4 separate regions of the Mus musculus genome follow, and regions 2, 3 and 4 are each linked to region 1. A link is a contact called in public Hi-C data. All regions are on one chromosome and are shown on one strand. Each heading gives the region's core, a stretch centred on a gene start, on an enhancer-like site or on the middle of the called end of the contact. The rest is flanking DNA. Distances are from core to core; before and after follow the strand shown.

Region 1 (7,300 bases), core at 3,187-5,686:
CTGTCAAGTTCAAGTGTGGATTTGAAGTCCTAATAAAAGTGGTGACTGAATGTTTTCTCCTTCATGCTGCACACAGACCCTAGCAGGGCCTTCTGCTTTGCTAAACTGGTAATGTGCCAGACAGCTCACTGAGTTCTTCAAGGCTCTGTTGGCATCATAAGGTTCAGAGACTCAGGAAACCCAGTTTCTTTGCTGAAAGTTGAAAGTCTATACGAATTGTTTCCAATCACATGGTAGGCTTGTTTTTGGTTTTGTTTTTTGTTTTTAAAATCCATATTTAGGAGTTGGAAAGCCAATGCACCCAAATTCACTTAAGTCTGAATTCACCTTCTAAATCTTCTCAGAGATTTCTTCACTGAGGTAGAAAATGGAAGTTACTTTAGATTTGAGCAGTGGACAGATTACCAGAAGAGTCTATCTCTGGAAGAGTTACCAAAAAAAAAAAAAAAAAAAAAAAAAAAATCTCTATTGTCTCTTCCAGTTCTCCCGTTTATGGGGCTGACATCATTCAGAGATGAGAGAGAAAATTTTGTGGCACCGTTTCAAAAGCCAAACACCTCTTTCTTACTCACTAAGTTAATAACAACACAAGAACTGTTAAAGATGTACCAAGCTCAGTGGAACTGGAATTACAACAGAGCAACTGCTCGCTGTGCCCAGGGGGGAATGCTGAGGAAACAAGAGCCTCCAACAGGATCAAGAATGGGCGGGGAGGGGACCCGAGATAGCACGAGGTCTGCACAGAGACCCACACCGAAGGTGCCCAGGGATCCCGTGGCAAACGGGGAGACCCACACCAAAGGTGCCCAGGGATCCTGTGGCAAATGGGATCTTTTCTTAACTGCCTCATATATTTCCTCTTTCCCTACCAGTGGCTTGGGATAGTCTCCTTAAACCTGGCATCACATGAGCCCTGCTACTTTGACTCTGTCTCTGTCTCTCTGTTCCTCTCCCTCCCTCTCCCCACCCCTTCTCTCTCTGTCTCTTTCTCCCCTCTCCTCTGATTTGCATCCATGTGAGTTCATCACGGAGCCATCCAAGATGCTAAGTCATCAAAAGCTTGGACCCATCTTCATCCCCCAGCCTCATCACCAGCTCTTCCCCGCCCGTGACTTGTGAGAACCTTATAGCATTCCCATGTTTCCTAGTGTCAGCTTTGCAAAGAAGTCAGAGAAATCAACCGAAAGGACCAGGGCAAATTTTGTTTTTACTGTTAAGATTCTAAATGCTGCATTTCTACTGTGTGCCAGCTTTTCATGTCAGGAGTGAGTTTCTCTGAAAAGCTGAGAGATGTTTTATGTTTTCTCAGCTGTATGGTTTTTAAGACAGCCTTGGAATCATTTATTGGCATTTCTCACTGAACTTTTGTTTTTATAGGTGTGTAAATGTGTTATCGAAGATATTTTGGCTTTTCCAGAGAGTCAAGTTTGTAGACTTCAGTTAAGGAAATCTGCTCCCCGGCTTTTTTTTTTTTTTTCCTCTCTTTCAAACTTGTTTTCTTGAAAGAGATGGAATGAGGTGGTTGATAGGGGCTCTGGAGTTTTGCACTAAATTCTTTGACCTCATTTATCTTGCTTGAGGTTGTTTGCACTAAAAAAACTAAAATTCCAGCACTTCTGATGAGACATTTCTTTCTGTTTCTTACCCCTCCCCTCTGGCTATAGCACATCTAGACCTCCCCCACCCCACCCCTGCTTGGTTCAGCTGTCTCTGGCCACATGGTGTAAGCAATGACTCTAAAACCTGGTTACTTGTCTGCATGTTGGGGGAGGGTGCAGGTTCTGATTTCTGGGCAGGGGCCTAAGGATGCATGCTTTAACATCTTCATCCTGGTCCTTCTGCAAAGTGAGTCTGAAAACCTGCTATGTAGTAGGCATGGAAACAGATGGGGTGGGAAAAGCAGCTTTGGTCCAATTGTCCAGTGGTTCACTTACAGGTAGATTACACAGACGTTCATCGAGCACCCACTATGTACTGGCATGAGGCCAGGCAGTGAGATGCTGAAATGTATAAGATCCAGCTCTGCCTCTGATGTCCTCACCCTCTAGTGAGGCGGGCAGACGTGTAAACAGATACTTTCCATTTCATGCGGTTGTTCTGAGGCAGAATTGAGGAGAGCCTGAGCCAAGTTCAGCGTTTGGAGAAGGTTTTTCCGAAGACTGACTTTCTGTGGGCCTGGAAGACACTGGGGACGCATTGGTAGAAAAGTCAGGTGTGTGTGGGAGGGGGTCCTGAGGGGCATCTGAGAAGGATGTGAGAACAGTCCCAAGGGACATCTGAATACTGAGTCAGGGAGACTTGTTGCAACACTTTGGATCTCTCCTTAATCTTCTTTGTTTTCCTGGAGACTTGGAGCATCAGGCATCAGTGCAGGAGAAGAAACCAAAATGTGAGTGTTAGAGTAGCCGGGGCAACGTAGCAACGTATGCTTTGTGCTGAACCAGCTTCTCTGTCGAACAAAACAGAGGCTGCTATTGTTTCCTGGGTGTGGCTAGGGTTCTATAAGAACATACAAAGTATGAGATGCTCAGTTCCAGTCTTGGAGCTCAGTCTACCGCATGTTCCTTTAACCCACAGTAAATTGTCTGTGGCTGTTAAATATTTGATAAAATAATTCAGAGGAAGGCCCTTTCTTTGTAGATGGCTAAACTAATCAGGATTCAGAGGAAGGTCCTTTGTAGGTGATTAAGCCAGGATTTAATACAGCAAATAGAACAAGTGGGATATATTCAACAGAAAAATCTAAAGTGGAGATGCAGCTCAGTTGAGAGAATACTGTCCTAACATTCTAAGGGCCCTCAAGTCAACCTCTAGCACCATATTAGTCCTGGTGATGCACATGACTGAAATTGCAGCATTCCAAAGGTGGATCAAGTGGATACAGAGTTCAAAGCCATCCTCAGTCTCAGCCAGTTCACAGCCAATGCGGGCTACAAGAGACCCTGCCTCAAATAAACAGAAAGGACTTCAACACAGAGAATTTGCCATTCGCACATTCTTTTAACAAACCCCAACTGTTACTCCACAGCTAGAGTGTGTCCTCCCTCAAAAGACTGTGCCTCAGTTCAGCCTAGGCAAGGGGCACAAATACTGTATACATCTCAGAGGGTAGTGTGTGACAGAAGCATGACAACTGATGATGAGTCCCTGGTGTAGGTTGGTTGGTCAACACTTAGTTGCTATGGTGGTGATTATGAACATCATCCTTAGGAAGTATTCAGGAAGGATAAAGAACATCAGTGCGGGTAGGGAAGACCCTCCAGAGCCAGGGGCAATGTGAAGGATGAGAAGGAGATGCAAGGAATCTCCACCCACCCTGAAATGTTTTCTTTTCCTAGACTCATAGGCTGTCAGGATGGGATATGATATGAGGGTGAAAACCTCTTTATTGATCTGAGATCAGCTTGCCCTGCAGTGCTGATTACTCTCAACCCTCGTTGGCTATCCTTTACGAACCCTCACAAGCACAGATGGAATGGGAGGTCATGGAGAAGATTTCACTAAGAGCAAAGCAAAATAAAAGCACCAACTTTCACAGGACTCAAACATAAATAGCCCTACATATGACTAATGAGGTCAATGTACTTACGTAATTTTTAAAGTCATTTTCCAAACAAAAACTAAAGTATGGGCCAGAGAGATGGCTCAGAGAGTAACAAGCACATGGTGGACAAGCCTGGAGTCATGGGATGGGTCCTCAGAATCCTGGTGTCCATGGAAAAAGAGAACAGAGCCCACAAAGTTGTCCTTTACACACACACATCTTGGAGTGCAAATGTTCCCCACACTAGTGATACATAAAATTTAAAATGAAAGGTAGAAAAGATACAAAACCCATATAACATGTGTTACCCAGCGATACATGAACTACAGGGTGAATAATGTAACTACACTAGGCTGGAGGAGAACGTTGCTCAGCAGCGATTCCTGGAGCTTTCCCTACGCCACATCGAAACCGTCATTCCATCCTAATGGCAATTATTTCTGTGCTTTTCTATGTAGTTTTATCACCAAAATGTGCTTCTCTAATCTAATTGCCCAAGTTGAAGTTTCATTGTGTGTGTGTGTGTGTGTGTGTGTGTGTGTGTATATATATGATGTAGTCTTTTGATTTGTGAGGAGTTTAAAAGCTTACTGAGAGAACTTTCACAACACTTATGGGAACAGAGTAACCAACCCTGATACAAGAACTCTGGCATAGGGCTGGTGTGGTTCATGAGGTGAGACTAGGATCTTTGTCCCATGGCTTTGGCCTCTTCGCCCATTTTCCTCCATCTGGCATCAGTGAGCCACTAAAAGACCAGGAGAGATTTGGACAAATGTCTGTTAGTTGCTGTAGAGATAGGTGTGAGAAGGAGCCCTAGGGAGGCCAAGACCTTTGCCACCTCAAAAAAACACCTGCGGATCTTTCTGACAAAGTGACGTGACACTTTGGGGTTTTCAGTCTGCCTCAACACTGGAACTACAAACCACAGGACCTTTAGGCTGAGGGTGGGGACACCCAGAAAAGGGCAGCCCTCACCTTTCCTGTTGAAGTAAAGAGTCGAGAAGAAAAATGTTTGAAAATACGAGAGAACAAGAGAAGGCTCAGTCACCTGTGGGAAAGACAAAGCAAACAAAACCAGGAAGGATGCTCTCTGGTAGGACTGGACATCTGTGAGGAGTCTGAGGGACTGCTAAAGAGGCTAGCATTTGTGAAAGAGCACTGGAGATACAGTTCACCCTTTTGGCTGAGCCTGCTAAGTTCCAATGAAAAACTAAAAAAAAAAAAAAAAAGAATAAAAAGAAGTTTTTGGCTGCAGCAGACCTACAAGACGTAGCATGAGAGGGGGAAAAGAAAACTCGACTCCAAACACCAAGCTTGTATTCTCTCTGTGTGGGCAGAAGGTTTTATTACCATTATTTTGTATTATTTATTTCATACATCATTAAAATCCTTTGGCCCTTTCCCGAAGTCAGCGCACTTAAAACAAAATAATGTGGAAGGAAAACACTAAAGAAAAATACAATTTTGATTCTGTGTAACAAGGTGCCGTAAAAGCGTGGGCCAGGCCCTTCTCCATGGATCTATCTAGCTGGCTTTAGAGAAATGATTCATACTGCTGAAAAAGTTTGTGTCTTCCCTAGCTTGGAGAAAAGTTTGAGCATCTAAATCAAGAGGTGCTTGGAATACGGAGCGTACACCGTTTCTGTGGCCTTGGGCAAGGAGTTTAACCTTTGGGTGCCTCAGTTTCCCGCTCTGTAAAATAGGGATAATGAGACTTAATGACCTCATCATGCTGAGGTAAGGATTAATTAGTTGATGTTTGTAAATGGCTTTGAAGCCAGAAAATGCTACAACAGAGCTAGGCATTAGTATTAATAATACATTTCAACTGAGTTAATACTTGTATCGGCTGTCTTGGATTTCCCTGGCAGTTTCATCTGGGGACTTACTTTTCAGCCTCGCTCATTAAAATGAAATAAAAAGGAACGTTGCTGGCAGACAGTAGCTCTGGTCTTCGGCACAAAGATGAACTCATTCCTGCCCCGAGTGAAAGGATATCTTTTCTAGGGTGCATTCAATAGGAATCTCAAATGTCAAAACGGGACTGGAGGCACAGTGTGATTTCTTAGCAGCTCAGACATGTAAAAGATGCTGGTCACACATACAAGAAAGAAGCTTGCAGATCTGGGAGGAAACCACTTTCCAGAATTGATTCGATTCCTATGGTTTGGAGCCAACCACAGAGTGTCTTATCTGCCCTCTGCCTTAAGTTGTTTTTCACCGTCGGTCCCTTTTTCTGGCCTCCACCCCTTCCTGTGCTAGGTCACTTTGGGCTGTGTGCTATATGTGAGTGTTAAGTCTCCTGTGAGATCCATGATCATCTCCTTCCCTCTAAGTCATGTTAGAAAAACCTTCTTATTTTGTCCAACTGAACTCTGACCCCTCACCATGACGTGAATATTCCAGTGGGCGGGTAGCGCAACAGAGCCCCTGGCACCTAGTAGAAGTTCAAGGTGTATCTATCTAGTTAGAGCTGGATCTTGGAGACTTCCTGAGTGTCTGATGTTGAGAACCTAGAAAAAGTATGTCAACTGCACAGGATGCGAATGCCCAAGTTCACTTCCAAAGCCCAGGCTTCCGATTAGCCTTTGGTTGGCTAAATAATTGTATCAGTCTTATTTCTGCTACCATATCAAGATACTAGAGGCTTGGTAGTTTCTAAAAAAAAAAAAAAAAGAGGTTTATTTATCTGAGAGTTCTGTGCTTTCAAGGGTGTGGTCCAACATCCAGCCAGCTCTGGGGAAGCTTTCTTGATGAAGGAGATATTGCAAGAGAGACAGGATCGAGCAAAGACCAAGCTTCTTTTATAAACAAGCTGCTTGCTAGAACTAATTCAGGATCCCATGAGAACCCCACTAATGCCTTCTTAGGGTGATATCCTCAGTGAGTCAATGACTTCCCAAAGGTCCCACCACCTCTTAACACAAAAAGGCAAGTGTTGAGTGACATAGTTAAAGCATTTCTAACATACCGAAATGATTTCCCACAAGGGATGCTGTGTTTCTAGCATTATCTAATTGTCCCCCTATTCCGTGGCTGTCAGTGAAGACCTCCTCTTGGCTCCATCAGAACTGTGCAGAGAACTGGTTAGAAGCACAGACACTCAGGCTCAGGTTTGAGAAACATAAGTTCAAGTTCAGGTGCCTCTTGATCAGTGAGTGCCTCTTGTAGTCTGTAGCTATACAGTTGGGCAACAACAAAACTGATGTCTGAGTGGTCTTGCAGTTGGTAAAGGCCTGAGAGGGAGAGTAGACTCTTTCCTTTACACTCTATCCCCATTTCCGTTTCCCAATCATGGGGTACCTGGCTAGCCCTTCCCATACCTTTCCCTCTGACTTCTCAAGCCAGTTGGAAGCTCCACTGAGGTAAGAAACCACATCTCTGTGTTTCTGGTTCTGTTCACTAAAGCTCTCATGATCCTGCGTGCTCAGGGCCCCTCATAGGTGGGTCACCACATGGCTTACGTAGCCCGTGTGTGACTCAGGACCAGTATGTAGTGATGGGAGGGGAAGGAATTTGAGAGCCCTTCTGTTGGATGATGAAGGTAAAGTTCTGGTTACCAAGAACTTTGTGAGAATATAACTTGTAGTCATCTAGCAGATACACTTGAATTTATATTTATTTGAATTTTTTAATGATGGATGTGCATGTGTGTCTATGTGTTGGTATATGAACATGTGAGCAGATGTGCCCTCAAAGGTCAAAAGAGGGAGTCAGGTCTCTCGAAGCTGGACTGATAGTAGATTTTTTTTT
Region 2 (7,300 bases), core at 2,438-4,937, 400 kb after region 1:
AGAGAGAGAGAAAGAGAGAAAGAAAGAGAGAAAGGGAGAAAGAAGAAAGAAACGGGAAGAGAGGCTGGATGTAGATGCTCAGAAGGCAGTTCTCTCTTTTATGATGCAATCATCACAATCTTTTCCTGCACCACAGGAAGAGCCTTCTTCATCCCCTACAAATTCAGTGTGGATAGGACTTGGCTTTCTCTAGCAGGCTTTCTCCCTCATTGTGTTGAAAATTCTGAGCTTGATTCTATGAGGTAATATATGTAAAATTTTTCTCTCTCTTTTTTCATAAAATCTGACAACCATTTGGTTACTTGGTGGATCTCTTTTGGCATACAGATCTGGAATTATGCCAAGATTCTCCTTGTTTGTAATACATTCGGTTTCTGAATAAAAACAGGAAATGCCAAAACAGATGAAGGTGGAAACAGCCATAAGCACTATTTTCCAAACATGAATAAAATGTTAGTATAAAACAGTGGGGATTTCCATGACCAAAACCTTTTTTCATTCTCCTAATTCTGTTAAGAATTGTTTTCTCCATCTGGAATGGCTATATTCCACTGACAGGCACTGATGAAAGATGAGCAAGCGAGATAAAGAGATGCCTGGGGAGGGAATCAAGCTGAAGCTCCACACCCTGATGAGTGCCCAGGACAGGTGCCCAGTGCACCTGATGAGTGCTCAGGTACCATGGGGCCTGATGTGTTCTCTCTCTCACTCTCTCCCCCTGTCTCTGTCTCTCTTTCTCTCTTGTGCATGTGTGTATGTCCTCTCTGTCTCTTTCTCTGTGCCCTCTCCCTCTCCCTCTCCCCCTCCGTCTCCCCCTCCCCCTCCCTCTCCCTCTCCCCCTCCCCCTCCCCCTCCCCCTCCCCCTCTCCCTCTCCCCCTCCCCCTCCCCCTCCCCTCTCCCTCTCCCTCCCCCTCCCCCTCCCCCCCTCTCTCTTGCTCCCCCTCTCTGTCATTGTCTGTCTGTCTGTCCCTGTCTGTGTGTCCCCTTTGCCATTGTCTGTCTCTGTCCGTCTGTTCATCCATCTGTCTGTCTGTCCATCTATCTGTCTGTGTCCCCTCAGTCTCTGCCTCTTTCTGTGCATGTGTGTGTTAATAGCTCCAGCGTCCTGCATACCTTTAGCTTTGCTAATGTTCAGAACATGGATTTAATTGATAAAGTGTCCTCAAGACTGAAGCTGAAAGTAGGCCCGGACTTTTGGAGCCAGCCCTGGAAGCCAATTTTATTTTATTTTACCCCACCAGTGTAGAGCTGCTTTCTGGAAGGACATATTCACAGTATGAATATTTTACTTGAACGTTTTTCTCACTTGAAACAGGGTCTTACTGTCATCCATACTGCATTGAAGCTGTGGTACTCCTCCTGCTTTAGTCTCCCCCACTCTGGCATTACACTCATGAGCCACCCCACTCCCGGTAACCTGAATACTGAAGCTGCCATACCTTCACCAAATATTTTCCTTTTCAGATAGAGTGAAAACAAGATCTTTCCAGTAAATAAATAAATAAATAAATAAATAAATATCACCACCTAGGAAGTTCTGCCCTCTATTCTGTTTGAGTGTGATGTCTAAATGGCCTAACATCTTCTAAAACCAAAACCTACAGTTTAATGATGCAAGAGGAAACAGATTGATTCTGATTGCCATGCAGTTTAACTTGATGGTTGGAATTGGTTCTGAAATGTGTTATGTCTACAACATAAACACAATAAACATTTCTTTCCCTGAATGCTCAATCTCTGGGTGGAGCCGCAGCATCCAAAAATGGTGCTATTCATACTCCATTTCTAAAAAAAATAAGAAAAAAGTACTTGTCTATCAACATTTCTTTTTGTCTCTTACTTTGTCTTCCTGTCTTCCTCAATTTTTCTATCTCGTCTCTTCCCCTTCCTCCCTTTCTTTCTCTCCTTCTTTGCTTTCTTCTATCCTTTTAGTCTTAATGTTTGGGATCAGTTCTTATGAAGCTCTTATGATGGCTCCAGATCAGTCTTACCCTGGGCCTCCTCAGTACTAGGGTCATAAGTGTGTTCCATCATGCTTGGCAAGAACCCATTTCTGTATTTGGTGGAATAGTTGACTGGAATGACATAACCATAATTTTTGGCTAGGCAATCAAGGCAAATGATATGTTCGTGGATGTGGCAGGAGATAAATCTTGTGCTCTTTACTTGTCAGGATCATGAAATCTCTTTCGCTCATATGAAGATCACAAGGGCTCAGAGTAAACACAGCTAGGAGGTTACCTGGCCTGTTACTGAGTCAATGGGATGAAATAGTGTGTGTGTGTGTGTGTGTGTGTGTGTGTGAACCCTCTGTTAAGTGTACACCTCTACATAAATGTCACATGTTAACCACCCTTACAGCTTTTCTGCTAGAGGATAGTGTGTTCCTAGTGGCCAAGTCCTGAGCAGATCAGCTTAATGATAAAACTATCCAGAAGAGCACTGGCCTCTTCATTTCTCTTGCCCTTAGTCATACACTGAGCAGATCATTTTCATAGCAAATTTAATGTACTCACTGGCTCAAGTCTAGATAGGAAGAGCTAAAGAGGTAATTACTGTTCTATCTTATTAATTTATTACTGAAACATGCACTCTGTTAAATGGCAGAATTCTGAGAGGATTCACCTGCCCTATAATTGAGAAGTGACTTAGATTAGACCCATCCCTAACAACCCAATAGCACATTCTCTCTAAATCAAATAAGATATGACTACTGATTCATACTGCATGTCACTACTGGGTAATATGTAAGCTCAGCCTTGTATCTAAGGATTCTCTTTGTTCTGTTTCCATCTTTTAGGGAAGAAGATCAGGAAAATGTATTATGTAAGAAAAAAATGTATTCAATGAAGAAGATCAAGTGATCATATAACAAGCATATTGACCATAAAAATTATTTGTTTTTACTAGGAAGTGTTGAAATGAATATGACTAAAGCCTGCATATTGATGTCAAAGATATATAAATTCTTTGTATTTAAGGGCAGAACACATGATGTTTTTGCTTGCCTTTGATTTGAATGTCAAGGAACAAATATTTGGATTCCATAGAGACATGCTCCTATTATAAATAAGAAAATGCCATATCACCAAGTAATTTATAATTTGCCACAATGAGAGGGAGACAGAATGTATATAATGAAACATGGAAAGAGCAACTAATTAGTGACAATCTGTATATGACTTGAGAACTCACCGGAGACTAGAGTCTCCACATGCATACGAGTCCTACAGATTTCTAAATAACAAATAGAGATGTTATTTATTATCTTTTTTTTTTTCAAGTTACCTGGGAGAAGAAGCTTCAGATAAATGCAGGGCAAACTGGCTCAAGTTTGTCTTGGAAGAACACAGAGGTGAGAGAGAGAGTTCAGCCTAAAATCAGGAACTATGAGCCTAGGAGTGGGTCATTGGCTTAAGTCAAAAGGAAATGAGTGACATTTTTGAGGGTGCCTGATACTTGTCTCACCTCCTTGTGTCTGACGTGACAAGTGTCATCTATAATCTTATCATAATGTTCTATTCTTCACCCAGAGTATTTTTTCTGTTCTCTTCTTAAAACCAACAATTCTTAACCTTAATTTAGTGTCACTTTTTCCATGAAGGTAGGTTAGAACAGAGAACCCAGTCATGTGCCATGTAAGCACACATCACTTCTCTGCTCAGTGTGTTTGTCACCCTTCACACAGTTGTCACTGGCTTGTGTCACTCAACAGACTGGAAACTTGATGACACTGGGGCTTGCCTGTTTCCTAAGTTCTTTACTATTCTGAGTCATATTTCTCCTATCCTAGGTTCTGTGAGCTTCTCACAGCATCCCCTTTGCACTGTCATTGCCCAGGTAGATAAGGCTGTCCTACAATCCTACCTACTTGAGTCTTATCCAGAATTCTCCCCTACACTCTTTAGAAGCCATTTTCTACTTTTAGATCCTCAATGCTGGGTCTGTTGTCCCGCTGGCTTCTCTTCCCACCCATGTTGAACAGTGCATCCTTACGATAGAACCCAGGACTATGAAATGCACGTCTGAATTCATTTTCTAGAACTTTCTAAGGAAATGATGCTTATTTGATTATTCTTAAAAAGAATGGACTCAAAAAGGCTTTAAAAATATTTATTTATTTACTTATCTATTTATTTAATTTGTGGTGTGTGTGTGTGTGTGTGTGTGTGTGTGTGTGTGCGCGCACGTGCGTGCACACACACACACACGCACACATGAATGTAAGTACCTAAAGAGGCTAGGAATGGATGTTAGGTCTCCCAGAGCTGGAGTTACTGGTGGTTAAGAGAGACCCTATGTGGGAAATGAACTCTAATCTTCTGAAAGGGCCTTCAGAGCTCTTAAGTACTAATCTCTAGGCCCTTCGTTTATTTTATGCATGAAAGTATATGATGTGGTCAGGCCTGGTGAAGTTACTCCTAATAAAACCCAAAAGAAAAACAGTTAATTTTTTTTTCCTTTGAGAAACAAGTAATGGAAAACATGAAGAACAAAACTAGATCCTACTGCCATAATGATACCTGAACATTGCTCCCTGTGACCACTTCTGGGATATGATGGTCACAGGATGGAAGATAAATATTATCTGTCTTGACAAAGGGGTATAGAAGGGTTGAGACATCTTGATGTCATTTATAGTAATGGGAACATGGAACAGGTTATTTTAAAAATGGATGTATCTTTGAGTTAGGAAAAATCTATTAAATTTTGGAATTGTTTCTAAAGAGATATTTATTGTGTCATTAAAGATTTAAAAATAGTTGTAAGACTAAACCAAGAGCTGTGCTATTTGATGGTTATCTTATTTCTGATTTAGAACATATTAAGAAATCACCATTAAGATTTCCCACTTTGTACCTTATTGCATATATGTGGATGCAGATTTAACATTTATGTAAAATGCGCAGTTACAATTTAAAAAATTATTTATAATTTTGTATTCACCTAATGTGTGTTTGTGTGCCTGAATGCATATGTGAATGTGCACACATGTTTAAGGCTACATACACACATCTGGAGGTGGTATGTGTATACATGCTGGCCCATGTTTTATGGTATATTTCTGAAGGTCAGAGAATAAACTGTGGGAATTGGTTGGTTCTTTCCTTCTGCTGGGTGAGTCTTGAGAACTGAACTCAGTTATCAGGCTTAGTGGCAAACCACTTTGATGACCCTGCAGTTAAATTTACCAAGGTATATGCCTTAAATTCTCTCTCTCTCTCTCTCTCTCTCTCTCTCTCACTCTCTCATACACACACACACACACACACACACACACACACACAGAGAGAGAGAGAGAGAGAGAGAGAGAGAGAGAGAGAGCGCTCCTTATTTTGGTGATTCTTTGTATAGTTCTTTTTATTTCTACTCGGTTGATTTCAGCACTGAGTTTGATTATTTCCTGCCTTCTACTTGTCTTGGGTGTATTTGCTTCTTTTTGTTCTGGAGATTTCAGCTGTGCTGTTAAGCTGCTAGTGTACGCTCTCTCCAGTTTTGTTCTGGAGGCACTGAGAGCTGAGTTTTCCTCTTAGCACTGCTTTCATAAGTGTCCCATAAGTTTGGGTATGCTGTGCCTTGATTTTCATTAAAATCTAAAAAGTCTTTAAGTTCTTTATTTCTTACTTGATCAAGTTCTTGTTGAATAGGGCTTTGTTCAGCTTTCATGTACATGTATGCTTTCTGTTGTTTTTGTTGCTATTGAAGACTAGCCCCTAGTCTGTCATAGGATGTATGAGATTATTTCAGTCTTCTTGTATCTGTTGAGGCCTGTTTTGTCGTCAATTTTGGAGAAGGTACCATGAGGTGCTGAGAAGAAGGCATAGTCTTTTGTTTTAGGATTAAATGTTCTATAAATATCTGTTAAATCCATTTGATCCATAATTTCTGATAGTTTCAATGTATCTCTGTTTAGTTTGTGTTTCCATGATCTGTCCATAGATGAGAGTGGGGTGTTGAATTCTCCTACTATTTTTTGTTTGTTTGTTTTGTTTGTTTGCTTTTGTTTTGTGAGACAGGATTTCTCTGTATAGCCCTGGCTGTCTTGAAACTCACTCTGTAGACCAGGCTGGCCTGGAATTCAGAAATCTGTCTGCCTCTGCCTCCCGAGTGCTGGGATTAAAGGTGTGTGCCACCACGTCCAGCCTTCTCCCACTATTATTGTGTGAGGTGCAATGTGTGCTTTGGGCTTTAGTAAAGTTTCTTTTATGAATGTGGGTGCCCTTGCATTTGGAGTGTATATGTTCAGAATTGATAATTCTTCTTGGTAGATTTTTACTTTGATGAGTATGACATGTCCTTCCTTTTCTTTTTTGATAAATTTTGGATGAAAGTTAATTTTATTCTATATTAAAATGGCTATTCCAGGTGTTTCTTGGGACCATTTGCTTGGAAAATTGTTTTCCAGCCCTTTACTCTGTGGTAGTGTCTGTCTTTGACACTGAGGTATGTTTCCTGTACTCGCCAAAATGCTTGGTACTGTTTTTGTATCCAGTCAGTTTCTCTCTCTCTCTCTCTCTCTCTCTCTCTCTCTCTCTATATATATATATATATATATATATATATATATATATATATATATATATATATTTAATTAGGGAATTGAGTCCATTGATGTTAAGAGATATTAAGGAATAGTGATTGTTGCTTCAAGTTATTTTCAATGTTATTTTTATGTTTGTGTGGCTATTTTCTTTTTGGGTTTGTTGAAAGATTACTTTCTTGCTTTTTCTAGGGTGTAGTTTTCCTCCTTGTGTTGGCATTTTCCATCAAATATCTTTTGTAGTGCTGGGTTTGTGAAAAGATACTGTATAAATTTGTTTTTGTCATTGAATATTTTTACTTCTCCATCTATGGTAACTGAGATTTTTGCTGGGTACAGTAGCCTGGACTGACGTTTGAGTTCTTTTTAGGGTCTGTATGAGACCTGCCAGGATCTTCTAGCTTTCATAGTCTCTGGTGATAAGTCTGCTGTGATTCTGGTAGGTCTGCCTTTATATGTTACTTGAACATTTTCCCTTACTGCTTTTAAGATTCTTTCTTAGTTTTGTGCATTTGGCGTTTTGACTATTATGTGCTGGGAGGAATTTCTCTTCTGGTACAATCTATTTGGAGTTCTGTAGGTCTCTTTTATGATTATGTGCATCTGTTTTTTAGGTTAGGGAAATTTTCTTCTATAATTTTGTTGAAGATATTTACTGGTCCTTTAAGTTGGGAACCTTCACTCTCTTCTATACATATTATCCTTAGGTTTGGTACTCTCATTTTATCCTGGATTTTCTGGGTGTTTTGGGGTTAGGA
Region 3 (7,300 bases), core at 3,245-5,744, 330 kb after region 1:
CCTGAGTCCTAATGCCAGAGTCCAGTATATTCAGTGTTGGAAAGGAGCTACATTTGGAGTTATATTCCCAGTGTTGATGCATGGAAGGAATTTAAAATAAGTCTTATTTTTTTATTAATCATTTTATTCATTTACATTTCCAATAATATCTCTAATAATATCTCCCTTCCTGGTTCCCCCCCCCCCCCCACACACACACAAATACCCCATCCTATCCCGCTTCTCCCTCCTCCCCTTTGCTCCTCCACCCATTCACCCACTCTAGCCTCACTCTTCTAATACCCTCCTATGCTGGGGCATCAAGCATCCACAAGACCAAGGGCCCTCTCCTTCCACTGATGTCAGATAAGGTCATCCTCTGCTACATAGGTATCTGGAGCCATGGATCCCTCCATGTATACTCTTTGGAGTTCCTGGGAGCTCTGGGTGGTCCAGTTATTAGATATTGTCCTTCTATGTGGTTGCTATTCCCCTCAGCTCCTTCAGTTCTTCCCCTAGATCTTTCACTGGGGTCCCTGTGCTCAATCTGATGGTTGGCTGTGAGTATCGTCATCTGTATTGGTAGGTGCTGATAGAACCTCTCAAGGAGCAGCCATACCAGGCTCCTGTCAGCAAGCAGTTCTTGGCATCAGCAATAGTGTCAGGGTTTGGTGTCTGTGAATGGGATGGATCCACAGGTGGGGCTATACCTGAATGGCCTTTCTTTCAGTCTCTATTCCATTTCTTTTTCCCTGTCTTTCCTTTAGACAGGAACATTTCTGGGTGGATGCTTCAATCCTACATAGAAGGGAAAACAAAATAATCACAGGAGGTAGAGGGAGGGAGGGCCCCAGGAGGGATGGGGAAGAGGAGAGGAAAAGGGGAGGGGGCAGGATTAGGTATGGAAAGGGACATGAGAGAAGTACAGAGGGTCAGAAAATTGAACAGAAATAGGTAGCAGTGGGAGATGGGGAACTGGGGATAGCCACTAGAAAGTCCCAAACGCCAAGGAAGCGAGAGGCTCCCAGGACTCAATGGGGATGAGTTGAGCCGAAGTATACAACAAAGGGGAGATAGAACCTATAGAGATCACCTCTATTAGATTGGCACAGTCCCAGTTGAGGGATAGGGTCACCCACCAATCTCAAAATTTTTAACCCAGAAATGAAGTCACTCTTATATAGGAAAGCTTTTTACACATAGGCAGTGTGGTGAGGTGGCTTGCTATTCTCTTGCCCTATGCCCACTTCCTTCTTGGGAGACCAGAGCCATTCTACAGAGTCCTCCTACATATTGTAGGGTTGCAGAGAGGCCATTTCAGGAGAGTCAGGAGGTCAACACCTCCAGCCAGTGGCTTAAACAGTAGCCAGTGCCATTTGCCCTTAAGGGAAATGATCAGAACACTGACAATCCTGTGTCTATAAACAGCTCCCAGTGTTTGATAGAAGTTGTTTAACTTTTGGCCACTGCCTTGAGCAGTGTGCTCAATGTAATTAAAATTGTTTTAATGACTTGGAGTCATGATGGTGTGCATAGACTTTACTCTGTGATAGCAATTGTTTACTCTCTCATCCCCTAATCTCAGGCTGCAAATGCTCTTGTCTGCCAGGTGTTTTTCTTCCAGGGTTCTTTTCCTTCCTAATTTGGACATCTAATTTGCTATGGCCTAATATATCAGATAAACACAATTGTTAGAGCTGCATGCAAAATAGGACCCATAGGACTGGCAGCAGGGTGGGTAAGTGTTGTGGCTACAGACAGTTTTGGGTGCTTGAGTTATATGCTGCATTCCTTATAGTAGAATTTTTCCAATGAGAAAAATCCATTAGGTCACCCAGTAACCTTCTCTAGCTGTGTGTGAGGACAGAGCTGTGACTCAGAGCTAATAACAATGGCTAATATTTATTGAGCACTTATGATGCCTCAAACAATACTTCATACATATTATCTCATTTGCCATTCACCACACATCTGTGAACTAGAAACTGTCATTATTCTTGTTTTAAAGATGAGAAAGACTGGCCTGTGAGAAGGTTAAGCAATGTGCTTAATGTTACACAGCTACTGAGGAGTTGAGAAAGAATTCAAATCAACACTAACCACTGAGGTCAGGAAATCAGTGAAGGGTAAAAATGAGAATTCAGGCCATCAGATTACTGCAAACTGGACCTTGATGTTTAAAGCCAGTATAAACACACACACACACACACACACACACACACACACACACACACACACACACACAGAGAGAGAGAGAGAGAGAGAGAGAGAGAGAGAGACAGACAGACAGACAGACAGAGAGAGGCAGAGACAGAGAGACAGAGAAAGCATGGAGGCAGGCAGGATCACTGGCAGCTGGCTAGCATTTCTAAATGAAAGTCTATCAACAGATGTCAGACGATTCAAGCTTTCCCCTTGCACATGGGCACCAAGCCCGTTTGCTTTCAAGTCCCCCTTTCCTTCCCTTCCTACACGAGAAACAACATGATTTCCTGTGCACCGGGAGACTGACTCAAGGCACTTGGCATGGTGATCTCTAGCTCTGTTCATTTCTTGCAACCCTCATAACTTCATCTTTCACTGTGGCAAAATGAAATTCCATTGGGTATATGGACCATATTGTCTCTATCAATTTATCTGTCAAAGGACACCAAGGATGATTCTAAAACTTGGTTACTGTGAAGAGTGGAGCAATAAATACAGGCATGTGGGTATTTTTAGAGTAAGCTGCTGACTCAATGACTCAATCTTTAGCTATTAAAAATAAATACACTTGTTCAATTGATAATGGCACAACAGAAGCCAAACATGTGAACATTGTGGGCAGGTTCAGCATTGATTATTTGTGCTGTAATTTTATATTCGGTGCATTGATAACTCTCGAAAGAGCTAATCTTCTTACCCATGGCACTCTGACTCTATTTCTGTCTAGGACTCTTCCCATAAAAGTCTGTAAGTCCTTTGCTTCACATATGTTGGTTCTTTACTCTACTTTTTCTTATGTCAGAGGAGTGGAACAGAGAACCAGGAAGTTAGAGAGTTGGTAGAAACATGCTCTAGTGGTTTCCCATGTATAGTGGAGTGCCTGAGTCCTCCTTGCATTTGGATGTGTCTTATCTAATTATAACTCTGCGGCTGGAGCATTCTTCTCTCAGTCAAGGTGTCTATCCAAGTTTCCATCTCTGTATCTGCTCTAACAGATCTTTCTCAAGTAACTTTCCCCATCGTTTGTAAGTACTTCCTTTGAAACCTGATTATTAAGTCTAGGGAGTTCTCCCTTGTGTGTTTGCTATTTCCCAACAGGAGTCCTGATCAGCATATCATTTTGTCGCATTGTGGTTTGCTTAGATGGGTGGGTGGCAACACTGATTTCTGCAGTGAGGAGAGACACTTAATGTTAGGTCTGATCATGGTGAACATGCCATAGGGGAATCCAATAGTATTTATAAATAGCTACTGGTCATTGATCATGGACCGCACATTGAACAATGGTATGGCTCTGCATCTATTATCTTAACTGTGTGGATGAGGAAACCAGCCATAATCTTCCTTGAATTTTTTTCATATGAAGCATATTTTTTTCAAAGTAAGCTTTATAGATTGAAAACTGCACACCTGAATTCATATTCCAGGAATATAATGTGGATTATAGAAAAACATTTTTTAATTCAATTTTCTTCTGTGACTTCATTAGTAGGGTTTTTATTGGATCAGATTTTACAGATTACACGGAGTGCTTCAGAACATAAATAAGCTATGTTTCTTTACTGTTTGGTGTGGAGCACGGAGTATAAAGTATAAGTCTAAAGCATGGTCTCAATTCTGAAACACCATTTAACTGCCGTGTGACCCTGGGCAAATCAATTAACTGTTTTCTCTGCCTTAATGGTTCTACTCTGTAAAATGGGGTTAATTATAGCACCCACCTCATTGAAATGTAATGGGGATTAGATGAGTCAACACAGGCAACATTCTTGGAACTGCTTGGTTTATGGTAAGCAATATATCATGTTAATTATGATTATTTTAATTTTTATTCTCACCTTGGTCTCCAGTTCTCTTACAAGTTCCTAGAGCATCTCTTTTCCAGATGTGCATTTGAACACCCAAATGATATGTTCTTTTCTATATATCTGTGTGGATTGGATGCTGAATTACAATCAAGGGCATATCCCGTCATTTAATAATGAAGGACTGAAAAAACAGTGACCTGTGGTCCTAGGGGCTCCCCTGATGCCAGATACAGCTGATTAACCAGATTGTCTGGCAGGACCTGTGAGAGCTGAGACTGGGGGCAGGAGGATCGTTCAGGGCCACTTCATTGCTTTTGTTAAATAAGATGAAAGTTGACTAACCAGTTGCCTGTGGCAATATAGGTTAGTCAAACTGAGACTTGACTAAGAGGCCCATCATAATAAGCTAACGAGAAAAGCTAGCAAGGCGTTTGAGTGGCAGAGTTGTGTGGGTGGCAGGCTTGTTGTTGAGGGAACTGATGTTAGAACTTTATGGCACTATTATTGCAGTTGAGTGAAATAGTTGTGACAAGCCAAGACAGAGCCCCAGAACAATACGTGCACACTCTTCTTCTCTTTCTCTTTCTCTTTCTTCTTTCTCTTCTCTCTCCTCCCTCCTGTTTCACCTCTCTGCTTGCTTCCTTTCTCTCTGTTTCTCCTCCCTTTCCCCTTCCCTTCTTTCATTCTTTCTGATCCTTTCTTCCCTTCTTTCCTCTTTCTTCCCTTCCTTCTTTCCTCTCTTTCTGGGCTTGCCTTTCTTCCCCCTACCTCTTTGTTTTATCATGGAAAGTCAGACCTCTCCTTTGGGGACAGGCAATGCTTGGATAAGAAGCAAGGAGAGTGGAAGTTTCCAGCTGCCCTACAGGTTAAAGGGACTCTTGTGTCAGCACAGATGATGAAAAATATACTTTAGGTGAATAATGAGCACATTAAATGACGTTAAGGCAAGTAACAAGAGTAGAGCTGCAGAGAGGCAGGGTTGAAATGGCCGCACATGACAGAGCTTACAGACCGTGCCAAACTGAGCCCGGTGTGGGTCTCCAGTAACGCAATGTAGTGTTTATGAATCTGTACCGACGTTAAGTTGATCGTTACTGTAATAATCAGACTGAGATACAAAGAAAGCAGAGAGTAATTCTTTCATAGACACAGAGGCTTCTGAGCCCCTGTTCCTCATCCTTCCTTAAAAGTTAGAGAATTCTGCCAGTGGAGTAAATCAAGACCCAAAACAAAAACAAAAACAGAAACAAAAACAAAACAAATAGAAGGAGGAGGAGGAAGAGGAGGAGGAGAACAACAAAAACAACAACTCTAAACCAAACCAACGACAAACTAACAAAACTCCAAAAGAAACCCAGCAAAACTAAAAGCTCTGCTCATGTTTTTTTTTTTCTGTTGCCCGTTTCTCATCGACCATGAACTCCTTCCTGCATTTCTGTTTTGCTTGGAGAGTGTTTTAAATGCATCAAGGAGAGTTGGGCACAGCCAGTCAAGGAATCAAATTCTTACATCAGAAATAGTTGTTCTGCCTCAGCCTGTGAGCTACCTCACATCTGATCTCTTCCTTTCAGGATTCTGTTATCTTAACTTCTTTCAAACCTGGCTGCATGCGTGTATTGTTATATTATTACTTAAGTTGTGTATTCGTGTGTGGTTTTTCTTTTTCTTCTTTTGGCCTATGTTCTCTTCATGGCTAAGTCTCATTAGCCATGAAGACTAATATCTTTCACATATGCTTATTTCATGATAGTTTCCTACAGATAACATGTTCTTCTCAATTAATATTTGTCACCTGAGTGATGGCATGCTTTGACCTTCCTTTTCCCTGTGGGTTCATAGCCAGAAAGTTCAGCATGAGTGTCTCTTTTTCAGGGTCTCCCTTTTTGTTTGTAACTAGACTTTTCTTCCCTAAATAAAAGGAAAGGGCTCATAATGGAGTCAGCACTGCCTTATGCACACCGATCTGAGAGATGAGGGCAGGGTGATGAGGTTGGGTGAATGACAGCTGCTTTACTTAGCAACTGGTCTCATGCACCCTTTCAGGTAGTGAAATCCAGGGAAACAAAAAAGACAAAGACGCAGCTTGAGATGGCAAATTTATAACGAAGGAGGCTTTCTGTAAGCTCCAAGCCCTGTCTAGAAGTTAAGGGGGACAAGCAGGGAGACAGATGTATCTCCTTTTATTTGTAACATCAAAATAGGGCAAGTATGCTTCCCTCGACTTCATGTTTTTCCTCCCAGCCATTTTCCAGACTCTCACTTTTTAATTTGAAAACCAATCTTCGAGTGGGAAGTTTCAGTCCTGGCACACAGGTAACAAATAAGCAAATAAGCAAGGCTGAACTTCTCCCTGGGTTTCCAGGTCATTCACTAACCGTTCCAGGCATCCGATTCCAAAGCAAACATATCACATATCAGTTAGGATCTCCTTGAGACATTTTAGAGCGAGCACAGATCTGTTGCGCAGGTTATGGGCCAAGCCACTAAGGTTTCTGGGGTTGAACGTTTCATTTTCTTAACTTCTGCACTCAATTTCTTTCAGAATGGATTTTGCCCCTGGTAATGTTTGAGGGAACTATTTAATGGGATTGCCTGATAGACCTAACACGGCAGCAATTGTGTGCCCTGTCCACAATTGCTCCTGGGGTACTCATTAGCCTTATCAGAAATGTCTTATACCTCCAGTGATCATGGGGTTTTTTCTGGCCTCAGTTTTTCTCATTTACAATAAAGTTACATATTTAAATGTGTTTATTGCATATTGTGTTTAGATTCATTAAAGAAGTAGCATTCTGAACAATAAAATGTATTCACCATAAAACCAGGAAGTGCCAATAAATACAGGAAACACAAGAAAATTCTTTGGTAAATGGTCTCCAATTTTACTTCATCCATGGTGAAGGTAGACAATCTCTGTGTGAGCTGACCTACTTAAGTGGATTCTTTTCAAAACCTGTTATGCAAGCAGATGCTTAGGAGCCCTGCACGGCTTCATCCTCTCCATAAAAACAAACAAACAAACAAACAAACAAACAGAAAACCCCAAACTCAGTTATTAATTGCGGTGGTGGGTGGCATTGTTGGGTACAGTCCTCTCAGTCACAAGGTGAGACAAAACTCATTGTAATTGCTGTGTTTATTGGAACCTCATTGCTTTATGGTAAATATTCTTTTCAGTGCAGAAGTGGTAAGTTTAAAAACAACTCTCTGCTTTTCTCTATATCATCCCATCTCACATACAGGAGCTTACCAAGCTACTCGTTCTTATTGTTCAGAGCTCTGCTCTCCCTAAGCTGTTCTGCATGAAC
Region 4 (7,300 bases), core at 2,837-5,336, 310 kb after region 1:
GTTTCCTCTTTAAAGGCTTCTAGCTATTTACCTGTGTTTTCCTGTATTTCCTTCTTAAAGTCCTCCATCATCATCATCATGAGAAGTGACTTTAGATCCATGTCTTGTTTTTCTGGTGTAATGATGTATCTGGGACTTGCTAAGGTGGGAGAGTTTGTTTCTGATGATGCCAAGTAACCTTGGCTTCTGTTGCTTCTGTTCTCATGCTTGCCTCCTATTATCTTATTATCTCAAGTGCTTGCTGCCCTCAATATATCTGATTGGAGTCTGTTCTTCCTATAATCCCAGTTGATTCAGGACTCCTTAGAGTCCAGCTTTCTCTGTGATCCTTTGATTGTGTGCTCCTGTGAACCTGAGAATCTGGGTGTGTCAGAGATTTTGGCAGTCAAGCTTCCCCTGAGACCCTGAAATACTGGTGTGACCCAGCTCCTGGGATCCTGTTGTCCTAAGATCCTAGGCATGTTACAGTGCCTGGAAGTGGTGTCTCCTTTGAGGACCGTAAAGCTGTCTGGTCAGTGATCCTAAGATCAAGTGGAGAGTCCTCTGGGGACTGTGGGGGTGTCTGCCGATTCTGTGCCCAAGGTGACCTGGTGCTGGTGCCAACAGGAAGGGACATGTAGCTGGTCAAGGTCCCTGGTTTTCTGCTTCCCTTCTGCTGTCTCAGGTCCCTCATGATTGGATTGGAACCGATGTTGTGTTCCACTCACCAGTGATCCTAAGATGTCGTGGGGAGTCAACTAGGGACCGTGGGTGTGTCCACTGACTTCGTGACCTCCACAATGATACTCTTATAAAAAAAAACATTTAATAGGGTCTGGCTTACAGTTCAGAAGTTTATTCCTTTACCTTCATGGCCAGAAGCATGGCAGACAAGGTGCTGAAGAAGGAGCTGAGGCAGCAGGAAGTGACTACCTCACCCAGCCTGGGTTGACCATGTGACCTTATAAAGCCTGCCCCCAGGGGTCACTTCCTGCAACAAAGTGACACCTACTCCAACAAGCCCACCTCACTCTCCTATTTTTGGAACTTCAGGATTCTATGCAAAATAGGAGCAGTAGAAATTACTTATATCACTTTGCTTTAGCTCCCTCTCAATTCCACTTGGTAGATGTCACATTGCCTATCCCTGTGAGACTGGCCTGATGATCCCCACGGCTGTAACAACATAGAAGCTGTCCACTGATGTCTTAACAACAGCAAAGTCTGCTCATACTTATGGTTGGCAGTGATCAAATACTGCGGCTGTGGAAGTCCACATATGAAGTCCACTGTCCTTGGGAGCACTGAAAATTCTGCTCATCTCTGCTGTGTACTCTTTATTGTCTCTGAGGGGGTGAAAATGAGGCAGAGGTCAAAGGATTATAGTAGTGCATTAGTTTTCAAGTGAGATACTCTGACACACACACACACACACACACACACACACACACACACACGTGTCCCTTCATGTCTCTTCTTTGGTTTCTCACTGACATGAAGCTTTGCAAAGCCCCATATTTCCATTATGCGCTGGCTCACCATTGGCTCAGAAAAAAAAAATGGAGCCAGATAATTATGAACCACAACCTCTGAGTACCTAGGCAAAACTAAATTTTCTTCTTTTAAATGGTTTCTCTCAGGTCTTTGTCATAAAGACTAAAAGTTTTGAATGAACCCCTACCCGTGAAATGCCTAATTGCTTGAGTTGTCTCTATTTTTCATATGCATAGAAAATTGCCAATACTGTTTGTAGATGATTAAGATGAGGGATCAAGACAAAACTAAGGATGGAGACTGTGTCAGGTCATCAGGTTCTAAATAAACATGGACAAACCACTAGCGTTCGCTGTTATTTTCTCAGCTGAGGTTTACGTAAAGCACTTGGTAATTATTTGTCAAACATGTACACAGCGTATACCCGTCCATCTCCTCTACTTACACAATATATCTGATATGGCTTTGTAACTTTCCTACCATTACTCTTCTGTAAAACTACAGTATTATAGCCGCAGTGCGAACAGAACAATCACAGTTTTTACTTGAATTTTATGGAGTTGAGCTCACAATTGCTTGTTAATTCACCTTTCCATTTCCCCTTTCCAGTTATTACCAGAAAGTCCTATCAACGTATTGGTTCTCACAAAATAACTCCTGTATTGCGTTTCCTTGGAGTGAAAGGTATGTAATTTTCAAAGATTTGTGCTATATTCTTGCTGGGTATGCTCTGCTTGTTCTGTCTCTGCACTACTGATATATTCTGCGGCTGACTTCTGCTTTGATGGCTAACTAAATGAAAAAAATTTCCAAGATCTCAGTTTATCCAGAAAGTGCAGCCACTTGCTCTCCACTGTAGGTCTCGTGTTTGCAGTGGTTTCAACTATACAATGTTAGCGGATACTCTTCTCTGCTTGTGCTACATTCATAGTTTCATTATGGATCCTGGAGGGATGAGGCTACACACTCCAAGTTTCAGTCTCGAGAGTCTTTTGGCTTTGTCCCAGAGCTTAGTGTTCCTGTACAGTAGACTCTGTTCTTTCCAAGAGAGAGAGAAAAAAAAATAGATTCAGCAATAGTCTCTTTGTGCATCATGCAAACAGACTTACTGGTTTTGCATTTATTCGTTATCTTAGTGTACCTGGGCATTTCTTGAAAGTAGGGTCAGTTTGTTCTCAACCTTACAAACCTAATCTATATGAAGATGAATAAACTAATAACTGTCCTATTACTTTGTGGTCCTGTGTCCCATTAACTTTCTTTATAAATTAGGTAATGGAAAGATAGATATATTGCTAGCTTCAAAAGTGGCTGTTTTAAGGACTGAAGATGTGACGTTTTGATAGAATATTTCTGTAGAATAGGTAAGAGCGTGGGTTTAGTCTCTAGTAGTACAAAGAGAAATCAACAGGTTTTAGTCTTGAAGGAGAGAAAGGGGCAGGACAGGTTTTCCAACAAAGTCCCTGTTTCTCTGGCAGGGGATGATGAATTGCGCTCCAGTTATCTGTTGCTTTCTTGGAAGAATTCAGAACACTGTGTTTACAGTAGTCCCTAATGTCTACTATTACCCTCTTAAAACTGGGTAATGGATTGATGGATTGGGAACCAAATGCATGCAGATAAAACAAGCCTGGAGTTATTGAAGTGAAAGATGTTTGGAAGAATTTTATTCTTCCTGAGTTGTTTTGAAGGTGTGAGATGTTGCTGTTAGACATTTACAGCTTTAAATAAAACATTAAACATAAAAATAAAAAACATACAAATAAATAAATAAAACATAAACATAAAACATAAAACTTTAACTTTAAATAAAACATTAGTTACCCTGGAAGAGTGAGGGTCTTTAAGCATTTTCTTATTTGAGCTCACTAACAGGAAACTGAAGGCATGAAAATATTCTTAAAGAAGTAGCTGGCAGGGGAAAAAAAGGATGGGACAGTGGTTTAGAAGCTTTTAAGTGTCTTAAAAATGAGCTCTGAGAAATCAAAGGAAAGAATTATGTACCTAGTGATCTATCTATTCATTTCTGAGGGTTCCCACGCTTATAAAGAAATATAACAGAGAGGGAATTAGTTAAGTGACTGGGTTCACTGATAGTCACCTAGCTCATCGATCAATTTTGCAGTACAAGGAAAAATGTTTAATGAAATACCTGAGCAATAGAATTGCAGACAAAAAGCACACACTTGACTAGACAGCAAACTTAACAGAGAAAAGAGATCAGAAAGTATGGGATTAGCCATAGCAAGAAACCTGAGCATCTGCTTGTTAACATGTGCAGAACCATCCCTCACTTGCTCCAAGTTTCTCTGGTGGAGATCCTTAATTGTTATGATCATCTGAGCCATGCTTACTTGATTTCATCCAAATGTGCTTTCAGAATTACAGAAGTTGTCTCTTTCTCACACTTGGCCAGGCTTCTTGCTATTCAAACTATCAGACCTGACATTTGGTTCCTGCCATACACAAAGCTTGAGATGACAGGGAAATTGTTTTCTGGGAACCATCTCTCATTCCTGCTGCTGATGAATTGCCAAGCCCTTCTGAGAACACAACCCATCAGTCCTTTGAAACAGAGCGTCAGATAACGTAGTCACGCTCAGCTGATTCTCCAACAGATAAATGGTGAACTTCACCGAAGCTACCTGCCCACAAGTCTTTTGAGCTGAAAACAGTCGAGTCTCAGATAACAAAGGAACTTGATGACTTTTAGCATAGTCATGGTTTTCCTTGGCCCACACATAGACAGTGGTGATTTCTGGGTCTTTTAAAGCATTTTATTTGCATATCTCATCTTTAGTAACTCATGCTCGAACCACAGAAATGGTTAGAGGATCCATGATGCTAGACACACACGACATGTTCAAGAAATATTAGAGGGACCAAGGAAAGGGAGAGCTAGACTTTGTTATGTGTAACTGGCCATTGGTAGCACTGCTGCCTTTGATATGCCCCCCAAGAAGTATTTTATATGCTCAGAGCTCAATTAATTGATACATAAGTATGGTCCTCCTCAAGCATAGAGGTTCATTATGCCAATGTTTGTATCTTTCCATTTTTTTTACTGTGGCTTGCAAACATTAAAAATAAACGCCCAAATAAGCTAAGACTAGGGAATGAGATATTGACTATGACCCAAGATTCTAGCATAGCTAGTCACCGACAGACTAGCCTGGGGACTGGATTGTGTTAGGTGACATGCATAGATTAATTTTTCTAGATTCTTTGCTAGAATAGAGTACGGCAAAATGTTCTCATTTTGTAAGGAAGGCAGTGTTTTAGATATGATTTAATTATCCGGTAGTAAGGACCTTGCAAAAGAGACTTAAAGGACTTTTAGTCACCTTCAAGGTGACCTCCATCATCTTGCAGACGTGAGCTTCAACTGATATGCTATTTTGATTTTGTGTTTTAAATCAGGGCTGATGATTTTGACAATAGTAATAATAATATGAGCACTAATAGGGTTAATACTTATTGAAAGTTTACAACATGCTGGGGATCACTGATAATTTTTTGACATCTATTTTTTAATTCAATGCCTACAACAATCAACCTGCCGGATAACTGCTTATTACAATGAGGAAGCTGTGGCTTAGAGTTAAGTAAATTGCCCAAGGCCACAGAGCTTGTTAACCGGCAGATCTACACTGGATTTTAGAAGTAGGTTGTGCTGGTGCAGATCAGTCAAAGCAGAAAGACTGATAGTAATTTTAGGATTTAAATAGGTTCAATGCAAGCAGAGCAGACAAATAACTAACTACAATTCATAGTTTTCTGCACATGTCTGTTGTTTTAATTGCATTCAAACCTTTTGATCAAGGGTTTGCAAATTATGGCCTCTGACTTCAATCTTATCTACCACCTGTTTTTATATGGATTGTGAGCTAAGAATGATTTGTTTGCTTTTAAATGGTTGAAAAAATTGAAATCATATTTTGTGGGTATGTGAAAAAAATATGAACTTCATACCCTCATGTCTATAAATAGGTGTTAATAGACTAGTGTTAAAATATTATCTACCCTGGTCCTTGGACTACAGTGGTAGAGTTCAATAGTTGTGACAGGAATTTGGTGGTAAGCAAAGCCTAAAATATATATTGTGTGGTTCTTTTCATAAAAAGCTTATGAGGAGACAAAGGTGATACTACATACCTGTAATCCCAGAACTTAGGATATGAATATAGAAAGGTCATCCTTAGCTATCTCATGAGTTCTAGGATATCCTGGATCATAAGAATTCTTGTTTCAAAACAAAAACCAAAACAAAAAAAATCTGAAAGTCAAAAAGATAAAGAAAAATCAAAATCATAACAGCTCTTCCTTTTAACTTTCTGTAGCAAAGTGGTGGGAAGAAAGATTTTAAAAGCAGATTGAATTATACATTTAGTTTTCCTCACTTTTATATACAATTGGAAAATGCTATTTAACTGTTATGTACCTCAGTTTCAACATATGAACAATGGTGACAATTGTACTAGCCTCAAAGAACTAGAGTAAAAAGTGCTAATATATCAAGAACAATGCCTGACATGTGGTTAGAGTTACCATTGTCCTTATCATGATAAATTTTTATGAGATAGGTATTAATCACTTTTGTTAACATCCTGTAGCTCCATTGCAGATGAGTTCAGTTAGAGATGGTGAGACTCTTGTTGACCTACATTGCCTCTTTGCTTATCAGAACTGGAATGGTTTCCTTGCCTCCTCTTGCCTTAGGTCAGAAGCAACAAGTCACCAACAGCTAATCCACACACCCATCTACTCAAGTACTACTGGTTCTGTCTTCACTGTCATTGGCCTTGGGCTCCCTTGGCTGGTATAACTGCTTGGGTGGGTGTGGGAAAACCCTGTGGACTTGGGAACTGAGGCAAGACATGAAGGCTCACAGGCTTACCATGGGTGGAAAGATGATATTGAAGCCAATGGCTGTTTTGGGAGTGAGTGGGATAAGCAGCTGCTTCTTTTAAGTGGCTTTAAGAATCTCATTCAGCATCCAGAACATGTTAGCTCCACTGAGAAAGGTTTGTGACTTTAAATATATGATGGGTATACATGTGGAGTGGGGTAAATGGACAGTGGGTAGAAGAGAGAAACACACTGCAAACTCCAGGGTGTTTATTTTAGCATGGCAGAGATCAGCTCCAGTCAATGATGACATAGTGTGCTATGAAGAGACTGAGTTGTTGTGGGGCTGGCATTAGTTGTTTTTCTTTTAGTTCCCTGAGATGGGAGCCTTTCTAGAATGTTCTGGCTATTGCAGTGTGAGAATTTGCTGTAACTATTTTAGAGTAGTAAATAACTTGTAAAGTAATTGAATCACTTATGACTTCAAGATAGTAATGTGACTTTCTGCTTTATCACTCCAAACCCACGATACACCTATTCCTTGATTTGTTCTTGTCTCCGTTTTTCTGCTTCGTGTGCATGTGTCTTTGACCGGTCAGAATCGCCAACTTTACATCTACTTACATGACTTATTTCAAATGCAACTTCAACCTTCTGTAACTTCAAGGTCATCTATCTTTAAACTTTAAGGAGAAGATGTATGTGGAGGTTACTGTGATCTAATGTGTGGATTCCAGAATCACACCTCATTTAGTCAATTCATAGCTTTTTGATCTTGACCCAGTACATCCATTTTGTGTCTTATGCTCCTCATCTGTAAAATAGTAATTGGGAATATTGCCTTCTAAAAATTGTCAAGGGAACTGAGTAGATGGTTCACAATCCTCATTATTATCAGTCAGCTTGGTGGGTGTGGTTGCCAAGTCCAAGGAGATATTGCTGCTTAGGACTGTGTATACTACTATACTGAATCCCAAGG

What was found. Hi-C and Micro-C count contacts between places; a contact is called where the count stands out from the background.
Region 2: a Hi-C map of group 2 innate lymphoid cells shows a contact between it and region 1, with 2.0 times the contacts expected there. The contact joins two enhancer-like sites. A contact is called at or near these places in 2 of 484 Hi-C or Micro-C datasets (Th2 cells and group 2 innate lymphoid cells).
Region 3: a contact with region 1 is called in a Hi-C map of Th2 cells, with 2.2 times the contacts expected there. The contact joins two enhancer-like sites. A contact is called at or near these places in 4 of 484 Hi-C or Micro-C datasets (Th1 cells, Th2 cells, epidermal suprabasal cells and 1 more).
Region 4: a contact with region 1 is called in a Hi-C map of group 2 innate lymphoid cells, with 2.8 times the contacts expected there. The contact joins two enhancer-like sites.

The regions. Positions count from the first base shown.
Region 1 is chr2:9,686,862-9,694,161 of GRCm38.p6, reverse strand. No RefSeq gene overlaps it. Among named protein-coding and RNA genes, the nearest start is that of Gm13218, 98 kb to the right of the region's middle. Within about 2 kb of position 4,436, at least 27 of the 459 cell types and tissues checked have an H3K27ac peak or open chromatin away from gene starts, as enhancers often do. A contact at or near this core is called in Th1 cells, Th2 cells and group 2 innate lymphoid cells, where this site is marked.
Region 2 is chr2:9,291,053-9,298,352 of GRCm38.p6, reverse strand. No RefSeq gene overlaps it. Among named protein-coding and RNA genes, the nearest start is that of Gm13219, 58 kb to the left of the region's middle. Within about 2 kb of position 3,687, at least 1 of the 459 cell types and tissues checked has an H3K27ac peak or open chromatin away from gene starts, as enhancers often do. A contact at or near this core is called in group 2 innate lymphoid cells, where this site is marked.
Region 3 is chr2:9,357,320-9,364,619 of GRCm38.p6, reverse strand. All of the region lies in intron 1 of Gm13219 (predicted gene 13219), which reads right to left. Among named protein-coding and RNA genes, the nearest start is that of Gm13219, 8.7 kb to the right of the region's middle. Within about 2 kb of position 4,494, at least 17 of the 459 cell types and tissues checked have an H3K27ac peak or open chromatin away from gene starts, as enhancers often do. A contact at or near this core is called in Th1 cells and Th2 cells, where this site is marked.
Region 4 is chr2:9,374,962-9,382,261 of GRCm38.p6, reverse strand. The region is part of intron 1 of Gm13219 (predicted gene 13219); the gene reads right to left. Among named protein-coding and RNA genes, the nearest start is that of Gm13219, 26 kb to the right of the region's middle. Within about 2 kb of position 4,086, at least 7 of the 459 cell types and tissues checked have an H3K27ac peak or open chromatin away from gene starts, as enhancers often do. A contact at or near this core is called in group 2 innate lymphoid cells, where this site is marked.